2 separate regions of the Sus scrofa genome follow, and region 2 is linked to region 1. Evidence: chromatin contacts called from public Hi-C data. All regions are on one chromosome and are shown on one strand. Each heading gives the region's core, a stretch centred on a gene start, on an enhancer-like site or on the middle of the called end of the contact. The rest is flanking DNA. Distances are from core to core; before and after follow the strand shown. Region 1 holds the start of SERHL2 (serine hydrolase-like protein 2). Region 2 holds the start of NDUFA6 (NADH:ubiquinone oxidoreductase subunit A6).

Region 1 (5,585 bases), core at 1,024-3,523:
CTTAGGATGCTAATGGAAAGTCAATGGGATCAGCAAGAGGTTTGGGGAGTAGTTACTCATGAAATCATCAGTGAATGTTGGAGAGTTTTTTGTTTTTTTGTGGGGATTTTTTTTTTTTTTTTTTTTGGTCTTTTTAGGGCTGCACCTCTGGCATATGGAGGTTCTCAGCCTAGGGGTCCAATCGGAGCTGTAGCTGCCAGCCTACACCACAGCCACAATTCAGGATCTGAGCCATGTCTGCAACCCGCACCACAGCTCACGGCAATGCCAGATCCTTAACCCACTGAGCAAGGCCAGGGATCCAACCTGCGTCCTCATGGATGCCAGTCAGATTCGTTAACCACTGAGCCACGACGGGAATGCCTTTAATTCATTTTTATTTCTTATTAAAGTATAGTTGATTTCCAATGTTGTGCCAATTTCCCAGAATTCTTTAAATAAAACGAACTTCAGATTATTATATTATTTCTTTATATGCTACATTAATTATTTTTGAAAAAGTAATTCCCATTTCATATTTGTTTTCTTGAAAATAACTTGGATTTATAAAACCTTCTCCTCACTGCTCTCAAATGCCCATCAAGAGGGACAATCCGCTGTGAAAAGGACAGAGCAGCTCTGTACTGCTACTATGGAAAGTGACAAAGACTGTCCTTGACCAAACTAGGCAGTCTCATCGGAGTCCTCTTCTTCACTGGACCTCAACCTTGGCCTACAGGAATTTCAGCTTTGGAGTTCCTGTTGTGGTGCAGTGGGTTATGAAGCCAACTAGTATTCATGAGGATACGAGTTTGATCCTTAGCCTTGCTCAGTGGGTTAAAGACCCAGTGTTGGAGTTCCCGTTGTGGTTCAGTGGTCAACGAATCTGACTAGGAGCCATGAGGTTGCCAGTTTGATCCCTGGCCTTGCTCAGTGGGTTAAGGATCCGGCGTTGCCATGAGCTGTGGTGTGGGTTGCAGATGTGGCTCAGATCCCGCGTTGCTGTGGCTCTGGTGTAGGCTGGCAGCTACAGCTCCCATTCGACCCCTAGCCTGGGAACCTCCATATGCTGTGGGAGCAGCCCAAGAAATGGCAAAAAGACAAAAAAAAAAAAAAAAAAAAATCAGTGTTGCCGTGAGCTGTGGTGTAGGTCACAGACGTGGCTCAGTTCTGGCCTTGCTGTGTCTGTGACATAGGCCAGCAGCTACAGCTCTGGGTTGGACCCCAGCCCAGGAATTTCCATATGCTGTAGGTGTGGCCAAATGAACCTATCTACAGAACAGAAACAAACACATGGACATAGAGAACAGCCTTGTGGTTGCCAAAGGGGAGGGAGTGGGATGACTGGGAGTTTGGGGTACTGGGAGTAGTAGATGCAAACCCCGAATTTGAATGGATAAGCAATGAATTGAATGAATATCCAATCAGCTGTGGTGGAGCGTGATAGAAGATAATATGGGGAAAAGAATGTATATATATATATACACATATAACTGGGTCACTTTGCTGAACAGCAGAAATTGACAGAACATTATAAATCAACTATAATGTTAAAAAATTAAAAAAGAAACAATTTGTGGAGTTCCCATTGTGGCTCAGCAGTAACGAACCCAACAAGTATCCATGCGGATGCAGGCTCAATCCCTGGCCTTGCTCAGTGGGTTAAGGATCTGGCGTGGCTGCGAGCTGTGGTGTAGGTCGCAAATGCAGCTTGGATCCCGATGTTGCTGTGGCTGTGGGCTAGGCCAGCAGCTTGCAGCTCTGATTTGACCCTTAGCCTGGGAACTTCCATATGCCGCAAATGTGGCCCTAAAAAAGCAAAAGAAAACTAAAAATCAAAATAACAAACACCAATTTGTAAAAATAAAACCACTCTTCTGTTTGTCACACATGTCTAAAGCCCCATCCAAAGTGTCAAATCTAACTTGTCAGTGATTGTCCAACCCAAAGCTCTTTAATACCTTGTAGGCAGCTCCTTGTAAGAGGATCCCTGCCTTAAAATCTTTGACCCCAAAGTGGTCCTGGAACCGAAAAAGGTTCAGAGAACGCCACCGGAGTGTTGGTGTATTCCTCTCCATTGCCTCACACAGAGGTCTGGGGAAAGGCCCTTTTTCCTTTTTCTTTTTAAAAAAGAATCAGTTGCAGCCTAAGTGCGAAGGGATGGCAGGCTTGGGAGGAAGCCCCTACATCCTAGCGCCGCCTGCCGGGGTCCCTGCATCCGCCCCGGGGAGGACCGCGCGCGGGGCTGCGGTAAGGCGGGGGGCCGGCAGGGGGCGCTCCAACCCCGCTCGAGAGGGGCCGCAGGGCTTCCTGGGAGCCGACCGGCGTCCGAGGTTCCCGCCGCCCAAGGTCCACGCGGCACTGAGTGTTTGGGATCCTGCCACGGCCCGGGCCGTCGCGCGCAGCGGGAATTCGGGGTCTGCGGAAGGGCTCTTCCTCTAATTCTACGCTCCAAGGATAAAAGCCTCCAACAGACACCACCCTGCCTTCCCTTGGTGCCGCCGCCCTAGTGCCCTCGATTCGGTAAGGTTTCTTTCGCCAAAAAAAGAGTCGCACAGTCGCAGCCAGGATAGAGGAGGGCTTCTAGAAAGAGGGAGAACGGGACTTGGGGGCGGGGGGGCGCGGTGGAGACGAGTTTCTCCCTCTTCTTGGCCGCCCTGGCCGCAGAGCGGCTCTGGACCCACCCGCAGCCCCCGGGACGTGGCGCGGCCCCCGCGCGCCTCCGCTCCGCTCCCCACGGTACCCGCGCGCGCCAAGAATCAGATTCGCTCCTGGAAACCCTCCCAAGGGCGGGAGGCGGCAGATGCTGGGTGTCGAGAGAATCGAATTGAACCTCAGTCAGTGGAAAGCATTTCCCCATCTGCCTGTCCTGGGTTGCAGGATTGGTTCAAATACTCTGTTTCCTCAGTTGCAACAAGAGGGGTTCGGAACCTCTCAGGGGTTCTGGACCATCTGAGGGCCTCTGAGTGTCTACGACGCCTTCAGCCTGGAGTCTTCCCCAAAGTCTACATAGGGACTGAGCTGCTGAATCCCCAGAGGAGGAAATTCCCTGAAACCAGAAACAGGAACCAAGACGAAGCCCCATGGTGAAAATGCCACTGGTGGAAGATAATGCACCTGTGCGTGCCTGCCGCAGGGATCAGAGATGGGAGCCGGTCCAGGGCACTTTGACAGCGAGATGGGTCAGAGAAGGAGCCCCGCACCTCGTGGCCCCTCAATCCACATTGAATGAGAGAAGGGGGCTGGGCTGGGTGCAGCACTTCACATGCCCACCCTAGGGCTGGGGGGCGGGAGAGATTTGTAAAAAGGACCAGGTGCCAAGGCCAAACTTTACCTCCCTCTCCAGGTGGCCCTGGGGGTCTCAGCTGCTATGCTGGAGGCCAAAATGCTTACCACCCTGACCTGCAAACTATGTTTCATTTAGGAAAGGTTAATTTAAGGAGGCCCCTCGCTAGGGCCAGCAAGGAAGCTGAGGTGCTTCTTGGGAAGAACCTCTGCCTCATCACAGCAATCATCAGTTGTTTTACCACCAGTGCCTTTGCACTGTAAGCCTCGTGTCTTGGGTTAGGTGCCCTGGGAAGCAGAGCTGCACTCTCTTATTCATGCATACAGAACACTCATCGCTCAGCCTCTCAGGAAGCAGCCTTTTAGCAAATCAGAGCAGCTGCGCAGGGCAGAAGTTGAACCTGGATTCAGCTGGGAACCTTACACGATTCCATGGGAAGCTCAGGAGCTGGGATGGTTGTCACCAGCCCTTTGTACATTGGCGAGGGCATTGACTGGGGTATAAGGACCGGTCCGTGGTGATGGAATGCCCTGGGGAGGCCATGTCCTCGGACGTGGCAGGTCCCTTCCATGAGGGGCGAGTCTCAGGGAAGAACTCAACTGTCACAGCTGACATTCGCCGCGGGCTGGAGGAATGACGGCTCGGCCCTTGCAGGATCCAGGGTGGTGCATCATAGCACACCCTCCACTCCTTGACCATAGCCTGTTTCTTTCTCTTCTGCTCTCTGCACATCTGAATTTTTCCCCCTGCTACTTAAGTTGCAGGGGTAGTTGACAGTCATACTGTGGCTCCCCCCCCTTTTTTTTTCCCCAAATGTGTCCCATTCTGAAGACAAGCCCAGAGTAAGGCTGGAATATCAAACCCTGATTCCAAATTGCTGGGGCAGAGGCCTTGGCCCAACTTGGGTCAGGTTGCCCCACCCCAGAAATTGGTTATGGTCTAGGGGCAGCGTCCAAGACAGGAATAGGGCTCCCTCAGACCCACCTTGGTGACTTTGTGGATGGGAGGGAGACAGCTCCCCAAAAGAGAGTTATTGCGAGTTAGGCACACATCCAAAGGTAACTGCTGCAAGGAGTAGGAGCTTTTAGACTGAAGCAATTAACATATGCCAAGGCATGGGAGAGTGAAAAATATGACATTTCAGATAATTCATGCATTTATTCATTGAACAAACATTTACTGAGCACCTGCTATGTACCAGATGCAACTTCAGGCTAGAAATACAACTGCGAAGAAACTGGGAAACTGACAACAGAGACATTAAGCAGCCCGCTCCTAGCACTTCCCAGCAGTGCTGAATGTGGAACTACCACAATAATTCCCGGAGAAAATGTTTTGGTGAGATGTTGAGTAAATAAAGTAGCATAGGTCGAGTTGACCCTTATCACAGGCTCTGAGCAAAAAAGAAAAAAAGAAAAGAATGCAAAACCCACATCTTCCATCACATGGTGGGAGCTGAAGAATTCTAGTCTGTGTTGCTCTGGTTGCTTAATAAACCATGAAGAGCCTGCCTGCCTTTACCTTGGAGACTGGCAGGCAGGATGCAGGATTCAGGCCAAGGGCCTGCCCCGACCCTGACTCGGGTGGGGAGTGGGGGTGCTAACTTTAGGACCAGGAAACTGGGGAGTTCCCATTGTGGCTCAGCAGGTTATGAACCTGACTAGCATCCATGAGGATGCAGGTTTGATCCCTGGCCTCACTCAGTGGGTTAAGGATCTGGCATTGATGGGGCTGTGGTGTAGGGGGGCAGGGGGGACGCTCAGGGGGTGGGGGTGGGGACACAGGAGTCCCAGGAGCCGATTGAGAGGCACGTGCCCCAGACCTGGAAGCATTCAGTTGACATAGCGATGAGGAGACAGGCTTGCCAGGCCTGTCCTTGTGAAGGGTGGCCCCTCTCCATTGCAGAGCCCAAGCCGAGCCTTATTAACTCCTCCCTGAACCTCTGCACGTATTCTAGGCAGGAGGCCGGGATCTAGGAACGCATGATTGCAACATGAGGGCTAAATAAAGACGCCTCCTCCCTCCTCCTCCTTCTCCATTACCCTCTCCAGGAAAACTAATCAGTTTACGCTGGAATAAAACCAACAGGTTCCAACTGGCAGGGACATGACCTCGTGTCACCTTTTTCTCTGCGCGTTGTCTTTCCTCTTCTACTTTTTTTTTTTTAACCACACCTGTGGCACGGGGCGGTTCCTGGGCCAGGGATTGAAACTTTGCTACAGCAGCAACCCAGGTGGCTGTGGTGACAATGCCTAATCCTTAACCCACTGTGCCACAAAGGAACTCCCTCTTCTGCTTTCTATTTTTATTTTTTTGCTTT
Region 2 (5,573 bases), core at 2,452-4,951, 320 kb before region 1:
ACAATCTTATAATTTACATAAATATAAATATAATATTTAACCAGGTGAGAACCTCTAAGTTCAGCTGTTCCTTTGAAACATTAAGTAACCGTTACTGACTCAGTAGTTGCTTTTAAACTTGGGAGACAAAAATGTTCACCTAAGAAGAGTGAGAAGCTCTGTACAAGTCGGCTGCTCTTTTAAATCAGTCAGGGAGAGTCAGTTACCTTAATGACCAGAAGATCAACCACCCTGGGGTCTGTGACGTGGGCATTCTTCATAAACATTTCTCGGACTTTATCTCGTCCCTGTTTCACAGAGATGTCTAGCTGGAATAAATGCACTAGAAAGAAAACATGATTCAGGGTAGAGAGGGTTAAAATGTGTTTTAAGAAAATTGAGTCAATGGCTAGTCATTGAACGCGTAAGTTGCCCATTCATTCCACTCACCAAATACTAGCCTGACCCTGAGTTAGGTGATTGAGGATGTGAAGAACTGTGATACGGCACTTGCTCTCAGAGCTTGCATTCTGTTTGGGGAGACAAGCTCACTGCTTTTGAAGAGGCAAGATAGCACAGTTCAAGAGTATGAACAAGCTGGGTTCAAATCCCAGCTCTGTCACTTATCAGCTATATGATCCTGTGTACGTTAACTTTTCCATGCCTCAGTGTATTTATCTGTGAATGAAATGAGGACGAGAGCAGCATATGTAACTCCAGAGCTGATGTGATGAGTCAATGAGAGAAGGCAAGATGCTCAGAACAGTGCCCCGGATAGAATAAGCTCTCAATAAATGCTGGCATTTTTACTGCATGGAACAACTGGCACAAGATGACAGGGTTGAAATTAACGTACAATGATAGGTGTAGGCTTGTGCACCACACAGACCTAAGAGTTGAGGGAGACTGCTGCGTGTGCAGGTAAGGAAAGGCATCAATCTAGCAGGCAGTGACTGCTATATTAGGTTACTTGGGGGAAAGAGAGAAGTTTAAGGGGTAGCTCCTGCTCTCTAGGTCTTAAATTCTAATTGCAGGGACAACAATTAGAATTTATGAATGCAATAATGAATGCAATTGTAAAATGTGATTGCAATGAATGCAAATGTAAAAATCACAGTGTTCAGGCGTTCCCGTCATTGTGCAGTGGAAATGAATCCGACTAGTATCACCAGGATGTGGGTTCGATTCCTGGCTTCACTCAGTGGGTCAAGGGATCCGGTGTTGCTGTGAGCTGTGGTAGAGGTTGCAGACGCAGTTCGGATCCCAAGTTGCTGTAGCTGTGGTGTAGGCCAGCAGCTGTAGCTCTAATTCGACCCCTAGCTTGAGAACTTCCATATGCACATGTACGGCCCTAAAAAGCAAAACCAAAACAAAACAAAACAAAAAAACCCCCGCAATATTCAGCAACCCCTGATTAAGTACTAAAATAGTGGCACAGACTCAGTGACTTGGGAGCTCAGATAAAGCCCATAGATGTTCTCTGAAAATTAGGTTTCGGTCATTTGTATTCTTATCCTCTGGCGGCTGGCCTTCGGTGGATTTGCTGGTGACAAGGACACGAACAGGGCCTTGAGTGGTAGGTAAAATAAGAAGAGAGGGGCACACGAGGCCCAGGCAACAGAATAAACAGGCTAGAATGGGCACCGAGGCTAGAATGGGCACCGAGGTTGAGGAGGCCTGGGGGCTCCCTTGGTGAGGAGACCTTGCGGTGTGGCCATTCCTGTGACGTCGCCACTCTGGTCTACAGAACTATCACGGCCAGCTCTGAAAAGCACAAGGGCTGTTTAGGGACAATTAAGTTTGAATCTTTGATTATACTCATAACTTAGTGATAGCAATAGAAAAATAAAGCTTCTGCTGAGGAAAAGATCAAGCCCGGCTGATCCAACCAAAGAATAAAAGCAACAGCAGAAATGTAACAGGAGAAACTCCGCCATCCCAGCTTCACGGGTGTTAACAGGGAGGGCAGAGGGTCACCCACACAAGAAAGAGCTCGGTGTCCAGTGGTGTGCTGGAGCAGGCTGCCTGGGGAGCCAGGCACACACGTCTCTTCCCAAATCTGCCTGCACTGACTTCACTTTGAGGGCTTAAAAATCCACCGCGGTGGGAGTATTTACATCACTGAAAATGGTAAACACTAAAAATCTAGGTTTTCAGCCACAGAGTTAGGTGCCAAACACCACAGTCAGTATCACGTTAGGAAGTCTGGAAAAGCAAACACAGGGACAAGAGGACAAAGACACACAAATCCATGCAAACTAACATGGATCCTGGATTTGAGAATCCTAGCACTAGAGCACTGTGGGGACTTGCCTGAGGTCAGACCACTGGTTCCTGGCAAACAGGGGCCAAGAATCCAGGTTGTTTATTGTTTTATAATGTACGATATTCTGCTCGTTTAAGGAAGGGAGCATGAAGAATCTCCCCCTGCTATCAGTGCTTACCTTTCCCGCATAGTCACATCAGATACCTGCCCAACCTTGGGAGAAACAACAAGGCACCTCCACGCCTACTAGGGAAGCTGGTGTCCACCCACTCCCGTTCCACGTGATGTCCTAAACCACACACCAGCTCACTGGGTGCATGCATCTTCTCCTCAGGAAAATGTTCACAGGCACAGATGCAAAGATGTGCTTACGATGTTAGTTTACGGACCCCTGAGTGCCCACCCTGCCCGGTTAAGAACCCGTGTCTCTAAAGAGAAAAATTCCATAGCTTTGTCCTAGGCGGCCTCCTCCTATCCCAGCCCCCTGAACACACCCCCTCCACCAGTGAGAAAGCCGGGGACAAAAATGTCCCTGACATGTGTATTGCCCCTGACAGTTTAGATGAGGTTTTCCCCAACTTTTCCTTCACTAGTTACACTGGGCAGCGCTAAGGGGGATGCCCCCCCGGCCCCCCGAAAAAGACAGTCTTTGAACCCAGGGAGCTTATACCTTAATCCTGCAGGTGGACAGACTGGTTCTCAGACACGTGATTCCTGGGGTTCTGAGGCAGCAGAGGGCAGGGGAAGGCGTTCTTAAGGAAAACTAGCCTGCAGAGCCAGGTAAAAAGACTTGGGAGACTGCGGAGGGTGGCCCTCTCACCTGGAGGGACGGCAAAAGGCACCACGTCTTACTGGATGACCTTGGGAAAGTCCCTTCCCTTCTCCGTAGGAAATGTGGGAAGACCACGATGGCTCAAATTCTACAGCCCTTTGGTTTATATAACCTAACGGGCGTCCGTAAATACATTCAGGTTTTCCAGAGTTCACCTGGGGGTTGACCTGGCCTGGCCTCTAGGTGCCTCGGTTGCCTCACCTATAAAATGAGTATGTCAGTGACAGCCGCTGCTCTCCCTCGCAGGGGCTCGGGAAGAAATACAGGGGGGCAAAGAGCGAGAGCGCTAGACGCGCGGTTCCGACGCAGAGCACGACTAGGCACGTGGGACCCTGCTGCCCTGAAGCACTCGGAGTCACCCCTGCCCAAGTTGGCCACCTCCGCCCGGCCCGGCAGAAACGGGAGGCCGGGGCGGCTGCGACCTTGGGCGGCTGCCTCCGGGTGCCCGCGTGCGGCGCTGCCTCTCACCAGTGTTCGGCACCTCCCGATACCAGGCGCGATAGAGCTCGCGCACCCTCCGCTTGGCCTCGTTCATGTCCCGACTGAAAATGGGCTTCACCGAGGTGCCGGCCGCCGCAGCCGCCCGGGGAAGTCCGCTCGCCGCCATCTTGCTAAATAAACCACAGCTCAACACCACCCCCTTTTCTACTCTTCAGGGCGGCCTGGGGACGCCTTTTTTTTTCTCATTGGCTAAAACCTGTATCCCCGCCCACAATCTTCGCTGGTGGGCGGGAGAATGGCTGTGGGGCTCTCTTATTGGCTGAGAAGCCTTGCTCTCTTGGTTGGAGACCGGCAGGCGCATGCTCACCTGCGGAATCGCGCTATCGGCCATTGGGGGTCCTAGCCGTCGCCCTGTTGTGCCGCCGGGGGGCGCTCGGGCCCAGGCTGATCTTTGGGCCGCGAGCTGGTGTCTCGCTGCTGTCAAGAGTCAGGCCGAGCGCTCGTGCTGGGCGGGTTGTGGAGCTTCGTCTATCAGCTCCCCGGGCTCCGGCCGTCGGCCCCAGGGGCCGCTGAGGCGGATAATAGCTTCTGTTCTGCCGTGGCGTTGGCCCAGCAGCTCTGCGGCTTTTCTGGAAAAAAAAAAAAAATTTCCTGTACACCTGCTCTCTCGAAGCGTGGTGTAGAGGTAGAGGTGAAAGCGCTCTCCTGGCCCTTTAGGTTCTCAGCGCTTCTCCACGCCCAGGAGGTAGGTCGTATCATCAGCCGCATTTAGACGGGGACGTTTTCATCCCAAACTCTGCATCTCTGTGACAAATAGCCCAGAATTTTGGAGCTGGACCGAACCTTAGGTCGTCCACTGGGGATAGCCCTTTTGCCTGGCATTCTTCTCCTGAGGTTACCTCTGAACATCAAGGGGAACCTGGAAGGGTAAAGGGAAAAGTAACAGCTGACAGCCTGTCAGGCCGTGCACAGGTGTTCTGCTTGGTCTTTGTCAGCCTCCCAGATCAGGGAGGGTCTGCTGGCCTCCCATCTTCAGGTGAGAAACTGAGGTGGTGCCAGACGTCTCGGTCACTGGCCATCTCCGACTGCGCCCCTGCCTTAACACTTGCCTGGAGTCCATGGGTCTTTTCTGAAAGTGCAGCTGGACAGACACCTTGTAAGTGTTGGGAAGGAGTTGGGGTCAGGGCTCAACTGGGACCCCAGCCAGCATGGGGGATGGACCTGCATCTAGCCCAGTCTCTCCCCCCCCCCATTTTTAATGTCTTTTTGCCTTTTCTAGGGCTGCTCCCACGGCATATGGAGGTTCCCAGGCTAGGGGTCGAATCGGAGCTGTAGACGCCGGCCTACGCCAGAGCCACAGCAACGCTGGATCCGAGCTGCGTCTGGGACCTACACCACAGCTCACGCAACGCCAGATCCTTATCCCACTAAGCAAGGCCAGGGATCGAACCCACAACCTCATGGTTCCTAGTTGGATTCGTTAACCACTGAGCCACGACGGGAACTCCTTTCTTTCCTTTTTTAGCAGACTCATGGCCTATGGAGTTCCCGGGCCAGGGGCCAGATCTGAGCTCCAGTTGTGACCTGAGCTGCAGCTGCAGCAACACCAGATCCTTAACCCACTGTGCCAGGCTAGGGATGGAACCTGTGTCCCAGTGCTTCCAAGACGCCACCGATCGCATTGCACCACAGCAGGAACTCCAGTTTTTCCCATTTTATTTGTATTTATTTATATTTATTTATTTACTTACTTACTTACTTTTTAGGGCTGCACTCTCAGCATATGGAAATTCTCGGGTTAGGTGTCCAGTCACAGCCACAGCAACGCCAGATCTGAGCCACGTCTGCCACCTAACCACAGCTCACGGCATCGCCCTATCCTTAAACCACTGAGTGGGGCCAGGGATCAAACCCTCGTCCTCGTGGATATTAGTCAGGTTCGTTACCGATGAGCCACAATGGGAATTCTCCAGTCTTTCCCATTTTAAAGGGTAAAAAAATTGGATTGTTTTCCTCCGTATTATTTTTTTAAATGTGTTTGTATGCTTAACTCAA

Evidence for each region. A called contact is a pair of places that touch in the nucleus more often than the background predicts.
Region 2: a contact with region 1 is called in a Hi-C map of epiblast stem cells, with 2.6 times the contacts expected there. The contact joins the promoter of NDUFA6 here to the promoter of SERHL2 in region 1. A contact is called at or near these places in 1 of 5 promoter capture datasets (fetal skeletal muscle), 2 of 47 Hi-C or Micro-C datasets (embryonic fibroblasts and epiblast stem cells) and 2 of 2 datasets of contacts at active chromatin or transcription factors (alveolar macrophages and skeletal muscle).

What each region holds. Positions count from the first base shown.
Region 1 is chr5:6,236,499-6,242,083 of Sscrofa11.1, reverse strand. It overlaps SERHL2 (serine hydrolase-like protein 2), which reads left to right and starts at 2,273. Exons shown (of 12, transcript XM_021091434.1): 1 at 2,273-2,502.
Region 2 is chr5:6,560,202-6,565,774 of Sscrofa11.1, reverse strand. It overlaps NDUFA6 (NADH:ubiquinone oxidoreductase subunit A6), which reads right to left and starts at 3,701. Exons shown (of 3, transcript NM_001185178.1): 1 at 3,546-3,701; 2 at 207-322. The coding sequence starts at 3,684.